Regions from separate parts of the Mus musculus genome. Here region 1 is linked to region 2. Evidence: chromatin contacts called from public Hi-C data. All regions are on one chromosome and are shown on one strand. The core of a region is the stretch at or near the end of the contact, and the rest is flanking DNA. Distances in the headings are between cores, read along the strand shown. Region 1 has its middle 30 kb from the start of Gm34523. Region 2 has its middle 260 kb from the start of Gm25015.

The links. A called contact is a pair of places that touch in the nucleus more often than the background predicts.
Region 1: a contact with region 2 is called in a Hi-C map of neural progenitor cells, with 2.0 times the contacts expected there. The contact joins two enhancer-like sites. A contact is called at or near these places in 3 of 484 Hi-C or Micro-C datasets (cortical neurons, embryonic somatosensory cortex and neural progenitor cells) and 1 of 115 datasets of contacts at active chromatin or transcription factors (embryonic forebrain).

Annotation. Positions count from the first base shown.
Region 1 is chr12:50,190,087-50,194,048 of GRCm38.p6, reverse strand. No RefSeq gene overlaps it. Among named protein-coding and RNA genes, the nearest start is that of Gm34523, 30 kb to the left of the region's middle. Within about 2 kb of position 2,133, at least 12 of the 459 cell types and tissues checked have an H3K27ac peak or open chromatin away from gene starts, as enhancers often do.
Region 2 is chr12:49,835,100-49,839,657 of GRCm38.p6, reverse strand. No RefSeq gene overlaps it. Among named protein-coding and RNA genes, the nearest start is that of Gm25015, 260 kb to the right of the region's middle. Within about 2 kb of position 2,812, at least 6 of the 459 cell types and tissues checked have an H3K27ac peak or open chromatin away from gene starts, as enhancers often do.

The DNA.
Region 1 (3,962 bases), core at 884-3,383, 360 kb before region 2:
TTCCCCCTTGCTTTAAAAAACAGTTAACATTTTTGATCTCCTGAGATCTTAGGCATTCCTGAAGCTCTCAACATGATATTTGTATGTTTTTTCTTTCTTCTCTTTTCTTTTCTTTTCTTTTCTTTTCTTTTCTTTTCTTTTCTTTTCTTTTCTTTTCTTTTCTTTTCTTTCTTTCTTTCTTTCTTTCTTTCTTTCTTTCTTTCTTTCTTTTCCTCATTTGGAGGCAAAAAGCTCTGGGACAGAGTATTTTGATAGAATAAAGTTTGCAATTCATTAAAGGCTTTCTGTCTCCCCTGTGCAGATGCTGATCATGACATCATCTGCCCTGAGGCCTGCTAGCTAAGAGAAAGAGGGGTGAAATCAGCAAAAAATAAAAGAGTCTTCCTTGCTTGAACTGAAAAAAATGTGCTTGTTTTTTGTTAAACACTACAAATTTGCAGAGAGGCTGTCAGGAGTAATAGCATTCGAAGCATGCACTCCCTCGGAGACACAAAGCCCTCGCTTATTATAGAAATACACTTCCAATCTGCACTTTGATCCTCAAGATTTATTTAAATAAAACAAGTTTCCATGCTGTACCATCTACCCTGAAAACAGTTTTAAAAGTTCTATTATTAAAAAGGACTAGATCTACTAACCAAACAAGCTTCATTTCATTCATTTTTATCACAAATGAATGAAAACAGAGTCTACTGAAAAAGAAAGAAGGTGACTCTCTTCTGAATTAAGGTGAGCCAAGAATGAAATTAGGTCCAAAAGAGCTAACTGAGAGTAGAGAATCTGTTCTTTTTTGTCCTGAGTGTTCCTGTTTACCAAGACTTCAGCAAGGAAGGTCTAGCATGAAGGTTACACATATGGTATATAATCAGATACAGTGAGTAATATTGAGAGGGAGAGTTGGAGAGAGGGAGAGAAGAGAGGGAGAGAGGAGGGAGAGAGGGAGGAGAGAGGGAGAGAGGGAGAGAGGGAGAGAGGGAGGAGAGAGGGAGAGAGGGAGGAGAGAGGACCAGTTCTGCTATCTGATGCATGCTTCCAAGTACGGTTTCTCAAAGTGCTTCAGTGTAGGACCAGTAAATACTCATTGAATTTTTTACCCCATAGAGGGTCTATTTTTGTACTGAAAGTCAAGTGAACTCACCAATTATTTGTGGTTCATTTTGAAGAAGAAAATAAAAGCAGAGCCAAGTCCAACAAGGCCATTCCCTGTGTAGCGGAGGCAGGGCTTTCATATAGTTTCTCATTGTGTGAGTATTTTTTTTTTTTTTCAGAGTACACAGATCTTAAATAGCGTAGCTAGAGAGTTGATATGGTTTGGATTTCAGATGATAAACAGTACCAAACGGTGTCATATTAAAATGTAAAAACTATGTATGCGTGCCACAGCCTCTGCCTGCTCTGAGTTCGTTTGTACGAATGTTTTTCTGACTTCTAAATCACACGTTTACTGAAATGAGCTCTGCTAGATATCAGTTTGCGCACAGGCACAATGTGTCTCAGGCAGATTCATAAAACAGATAGCTGAACTCTACTTTGACTTCTGACATCAACAATCTGACTTCAATATTTCTCCACAAAAAGAGACTCCCGACTCTCTGCTGTTGCACTGTGATGGATAGCTTTGCTGCTGACAGCGCTGAGCATAATGAACATATTCATCAGCATGAGGGGCTGTGCGTCCCACATCTTAAGTTTTTCAGCTAGTGGCTTTGAAATGCCACCCAGAAACACCTGCGCCTTTGCCTCATCGCTGCAGAACTGCAAAGCCACTGTGAAGAAATATTATTGTAAAGTTGTCTGTATATCAGCATTTCTGTTCTAAACAACCTTTTAATTGCCTAGCCTCTAATTTATCTTTGCCTGGAAACACTTGTAGACACATATTTTAATTTAAGCTGCTCTGTTTGACTCCTCTGATCATCTGGGCTTTTATTGTCACTGCCTCACAATAATCTAATGTCATATATAATGGCATCAAATTGGGGAAAGCCCTAGAAGCTGCCAATCCAAAATGATCTGAATGTTCTCTCATATTCGTTTAGATGGGCTTGATTTGTTTGTGCCAACATTATTCATTACATTCTGTGTCTAACTAGGCCAGTGTTCTCTTGCATACTCTATTCCTTTCAGCATACACTTGGGGTTTCTTAATCAGTTCGTCTCCTGTGCTATATAGTCCTCAGAATGGTTGCAAGCCATGCATTGTCACCAAATGATAGAATACAAGTGCCCTGACGGTGCTTACCACACTCCGTGCAAACATTTTACCATACTGTTCCTTAACTTTGGTCTTATAAAACAAACCTTGTTTTGTTTGCAGCTAGAAGACGAGAGTTGTGCCACATGCACAATTGAACATTTGCTGGAGAATTACATGTGGTACTATCACAGAGAGCTAACTTCTATTAATGAGAACTTACTGGGGAGGCTACTCCAAAGATGATCATATATGTCTTCCTGGGAGGAGAAGAGTTTTATTTTATAGCTAATTAAAAGTTTCTAAAGATGCTGTGGATTTTTTTGTGCAAATTAAAATTAATTAGAGTTATTAAGGAGCCATGAAAAGAAAGATTTGAGAAATAGTGAGAAATATTATTTAAACCCTAATGGAATTCAGTGAAACCCACAGGTCTATTACAGGCCTCTGATTTGCCAGGATCACTGCAGGGAATCTAACATTAATAAGCACACTGGTAATTAAATCATTTGTTACTTTGTCTGTAATGTTGTAATGTTTCACTGATACTCTGTCAGAGCTCTTTGTGCAGATCAGAGCTAATCAAAGGTAATCAATTTTCAGCATTTGAGAAATCTGTAAATGATTATACATTCATCAGATCATTTAGTGGAGTGCAAGGAAAGTGCAATGCAATTAATCTTCCTGCATGAGGAGGAATTACCACCACAGAATTCAACAGTTATAATTAATTTCATTGTCTTGCTGTGAATTTTGATTGCTTTTCTTTGGACTGTATAGTACAAATGATGATTCATTGCAAAGTATTTGCAAAGCAAACACACCAGTGTGCTATGCAAATTAAAGAAGCTGTATAACAGATAGGTTTCAAGCTTCCTATTTACTTATGGTGGTTGAGTACTAATTTGCCAAATAATAATTGCTTGTTAACTTTACACACTCTTCCCTTGAACATCAAGATTGGTAACCAACGTAAACAGAAAGCACGTGCTATTTTGTATTTTATGGTATGTATGCAAAATGCTACTTAGTGCTTAAACTTGTTCCTTTTACTAAATAAGCATAAAGATGCTTATTTACCTCTGAAATCATTTGCTATTTATTTTAGTTATACAAAATAGATATAAGAAACATATTATGCATGTAAATTTGCTTTCATGTATGCTTGTCTTTTATTATTGCCAATATAAACCTTTAGGAGATTTTCACTCCAAATATCTGATAATTTAAATTTATTTACTATCTAAAGTGTCAATTATTTAAATATTATTTTGGAACCTGATCCAGTGTTATCAGTTCTATCATTTAAAGATTTCCTGCACAATACCTTTCAGTGTGCCAATATTCTGTTCCCTTCAGACTACGCTTTTGGAAACAAAAAACTGATTAAGAAATGACCTAAAGTATAGTCTCACATTTTATGATTTACTCCTCAGCAATATGGTTTCCAAATATAAATAAAGGTCACAGTTAAATGAAAAAGAGGCATAAGTGTAACATTAAATGTTTGCCGAGATGACCCTAGTTTCTGCAATAATTAAAATGTAGTGCACACTTTCCTCTCCTGTAAACAGCTCTGTGAAATCCAAGTCAGACTAGGGCTCCTATTAAGGCTGTTTAAGTATTAAAACAAACTCCCATTCTCTCCACATGTTAGGATCCAAGAACACAAAGAAGACCTCATTTTAACATTTCTAACTATAGTATGTATTATGTATTTTGGTCTCAATTGAAAACTAACATTAAATGTTGTATTTGTCTTAAATAC
Region 2 (4,558 bases), core at 1,563-4,062:
GTTTCAAGACAGGTGCCTTAGTGTCCTCTGTGGAGTTGAAAAGGACCTCGGTCTTCTCCTTGCTGGAGGCCATAAATGCCACAAGTGTTTAATGACTCTGTTCCCTAGTTTGCTTCCTAAATTTTAGGGTTACCTCTTTAGAAGGGGTGTGTGACGACCGTTGGTATGGAGACTTAACATTGCTGTTGGACAGGTTTATCTCTAGGATAAGGGACTACACTGTGGTATTGGGCTATTAGGTAACAGCTTACATTTTCAATTAGTAAGTAGTAAGCTGGAAGAATGATGGGTGAGTGGATATCCTGATTCAAATAATGGATGCCCCTTTCTACTAAAAGAAAGCCGCCCTTCCTCATAATTAGCTCCTTGTGAGAGTAAGTACGTTACTTCAGTTTTCTGTATAAAGGCTAATGAAATTTTGAGAAATACATTTTAAACCTTATTTTAAATAGGGTAAGAATCCTGGAAATAGAACTGGTGTATAGATATATCTCAAAGTAAAAATGTTCCCATTAGCCATTGCTTAATTAATTCCATCTAGAACTAACTGTTAAGGTGTTGCATATTCTCCAGTTTAGACCTTTAAATCCTAATGTATACTTTTGTAATCAATAACATACAAATATAGTTACCCAATATTTAAACTGATTTATTGAAAGCTAGATGATTATGCATAACAAAATACATGCAGGTATTTTAGGATAAATATTCAGTTACTGAATAATATCACATGTGTAATTTATATAGAATACTATAACAATGTAAGGTAAGGATTTGGGGCCTAGACATTACGTCTTTGCAGTGCTGGTGATGGATACTATAGCCTCGTAAATGATAGGCAAGCACTATACCACAGAGCATTTCAAAAGGAAGGGAATAAAAAGCTGACTCTCTTACAAACACATATTAGTCTATTTCTCTGTCCATATACATATACCTATATGACATATACCAAATAAATAATTATATGTACATATATGAGTAGATTTGAAAGAATTCAATGGATTTGGATCATATTCACCCCTCTTTGCTGATCAACCCTTCTGTACCCAACTTATTTTAGAAATTGTTGTTCATTTCTTATACATTTAGTTCAATTTGTACTGCCCATATATTCTTTAATATACCACTGAAGTCTGATCAACTTACTAGGGGCACCACTGTTAAGGAAAACTAACTCTTTGTCTTCCTGCAGCAACGATCAATTACTAGTGACTGTGGGTGGGACTTCAAGCCCACCTTCCCTCTCCACGCTGGTATTTGATCTGACTTGAGCTTGCTGTTGATTTGTGCATGAATACACAAGCACTATACACTGCCAGAATTGCTGTAAATTCAGGTGTGTCCAGTGATACATTTTCACCACATTGATCCTAATGCAATAAAGTTAAACAGAACCCTTACTAGGACAGGGTAAGGCTTGAGGACCAGAACATTCACAGAGAGACTGTGCAATGCCTGAGATGATGCTTTGCATAATTGCAGACTAAATGACCCAGTTATCTACTCAGGAAGGTGCTGACATCTTACCAGGCGCTGGTGTTGGGAACATGCGGGAGAGTAGTACAGAGTCTTACATATCCCAACTTTGTACTATGTAGGGTTCAAGATGGCTGGTTATCTATTTTAATTTACATTTGTTCAAAAACTCACTTTCCATGAATTTCTTTTCCTAGCATTTTTTGTGGAAACTCTCACTGACATTCATGACAACTCACTGTTGCATAGCCATAGTGGTCAATCTTCTCTGATGTTTCTATGTGTGTCTGCCTCTGCCTTCATAATGTCTTCTTTCAGGACGTGGATCTTGTTGTAGCCCACATTACTCTGAATGGTGAATATCTTCATGGTTTCAGCTGCTATACATAGTGATATCTAGATGTTGCCTCTGAGCCCAGCATGAGGTATTCACACACACGCACACACACACACATGCACATGCTCACGCACGCATGCGCGTAAGCACACACGCGCACACACAGATTTTACTATTGGTAGTCCTGAATTAATAATAAATATCCCATTTAAATTCTACTCATTCATTCCCTTTTGAGCTCTGTGCTTTATTCTAAATTATTTTACATCTAAAGCTAATTTGTTCACTGCTTTCTAGGCCTATAAGCATGCTGTTTTCATTAATCTGAAGTTTTCCTTTCACTCTGTCCTCAGACTCTAAATTATCTCTAGAGAATTAGTTGGCATATCACAACCTTCTCTCTCACCTCATGTAAGCCAAGCAAATAAACCTTTTGGCTTTACCCACTGCTTACACTGTGCCACTCTTGACCTAAGCAACCCATCAAGGGTGAGCTTCAAAGGCACGGTGAGGCTGTTTAACACATCTGAAGCCATTCCATTAGTACCTTGACCTTATATTGTTATGATAAGTGTGACCAGCAAATACTCATTGAATGAATCAAAGAGAAATCACAAACTCTCAGCAAAACTGATTCGAATTATCTCTGCAGAATAGATTGAGGATAGGAATAGAACAGAAACCTGTTTTTTAAATATGAACATTGCATTTAGGTAGTTTTCTAATTTCTCCCAAGACCAATGCAGCATAAGGATATCCAGTGAGAATTTCAATTGCATAAAGGTGTACTTGATATCCAGATTGGAAGGACTCCATTAAACAGCGCCCCCATTTGCTTTAAAGGTGCGCCCTCTGTAGTTGCCACAGACTCTCGTTTTCTCAAGCATTTCCAAGATTCATGTGACTAAAGAGTTAAAGTGACCTTAGAGGTGCAAGTTGTCAATCACCAGGGAAATCGTGGATAGCAATTTAACAACCCTTGAGAACAAAGCTCAGAGCAAACAATGGATTACTATGTGTGTAATGCTATTACTCAATTGTTTTTCCAGAACCAAAATGTGACAACGATATGGAAAACTGGAGAAACAAGAGTGAAATAATTGTTTAATAATTAAACAGTGCATTTTAAGGCAGTGGGGAGATAAAAAAACCTTGTAACCTCTAAAAATGTATTTCCTCTTCTTACTTCAGAACAGGTCATGTCAGATAAACAAAGGCTCAAATCACTGCCCATCTGATTGACTCACAGAGGACGAAACATGCATTCCAGTCTCTCATCTCTGGTTCTTACTGACACCTCCATATGGTTTACCCTTCAGTGAGACCATGGAGTTCTGTTAATGAGCTTGAAAGAGTTGGCTGGGTAGTTGGCAAGAGTTACCTGCCATTAGCTATTTAGAGTTGTGTAAATGAAATCACAGTTTCTGAGAGATCCCTCCCCCTTCACCCCTAAAATGTGAGTCATCCTCTCATTAGAGGCCTGCTTTCGGCAATTCATAATTACAGATTGTGTCCCTGTTAATCACTTGACAAATGATACTTCTCTGCCAACAGGTTTACTGAACTTAGTTTATTTTGAAATCATGTCAAATGAAATCTGATGTGAAAGTTTGATTTTGGTCTCCTGGTTCAGTTTTCTTGATGTGTAACCTGAATTCTATCTTTTATTTGTTTCTCTAAAATAACCCAAATGTACCTCGCATTTCACAAATAATTTCACTCTGAGAGCTCAGTCTTTGAGGCATATACAGATAAACACTATTACACTATATAGTAGTATTTGCAGTGCTGTTTTGGCTAAGAGGACATTCGGCAAGATTTAGTCTATAAATTAGTGTGCTTTATGTCTCATAATTTACCTGTTTCTCAAATATGGTGCCCTCCTCCGTAACCCCAAGAAGTGGTGGTGAGGTGTTGTGAAATAAAGAATATAGTGTACTACAAAAAAGAACAACAAAAAGTTTCAGTGATCCTGGCAGCACCTTCAACTTTTTCTTCATTTCAAATAACAGACAGAAATTTATGGTTGGTTTGGAACTCTAAGAACAAGAGCAGTAGAACATATGCCCAGCTTCCTAAATAAGGAAAGAGGAAAACATTGCATAGCATGTGACCCCAGCACCCAAAAAGCTCTGGGCTCTTTCTTTTGCTGAGGTCTGGGGGTAAGTGAGAAATTATATCACTCCAACACTTAATTTGACACACTATCCCACCTGTATATGGTAGCAAAGTGGATGTTGCAACAGAGACTCTAAGTTAAGCACACATTCTAACTTTGCAAAGGAACAATCAGTTTTAGTATGTATTTTAGGAGAGATACAGCACACACCTAATCCCTTTAGATTTATTTCAGGTTGTCAGCCTTGAATGCATTCTCTTTCTCTGCTTTCTATTCCATTGGTACTATTTATCTCAGACCATTTTAATACTTACGATTTGAATCCGTCTAATGACAAAATCCCAAAGGGCAGAATCAATGTTAAAGAAACTAGATTACTATACTTTGGTTTTCTTATACTATAAAGCATTCTGCTTGTTATTTACATTGAAGGGGGAAGCTTGTCATTATCAAAAGGATACTAGGTTAAGATTTCAACACCTGACAATGTACAATAACACCCCTGCCCACAGGAATAATGACATTAAATTCAAAGCTATGTTCATGTAATGTGGTCTCAAATGAAACACAGCTTAGGAGATACAGGGAAGAAGTTAGCAAGACTTAACATTTCAGTTTGTTAA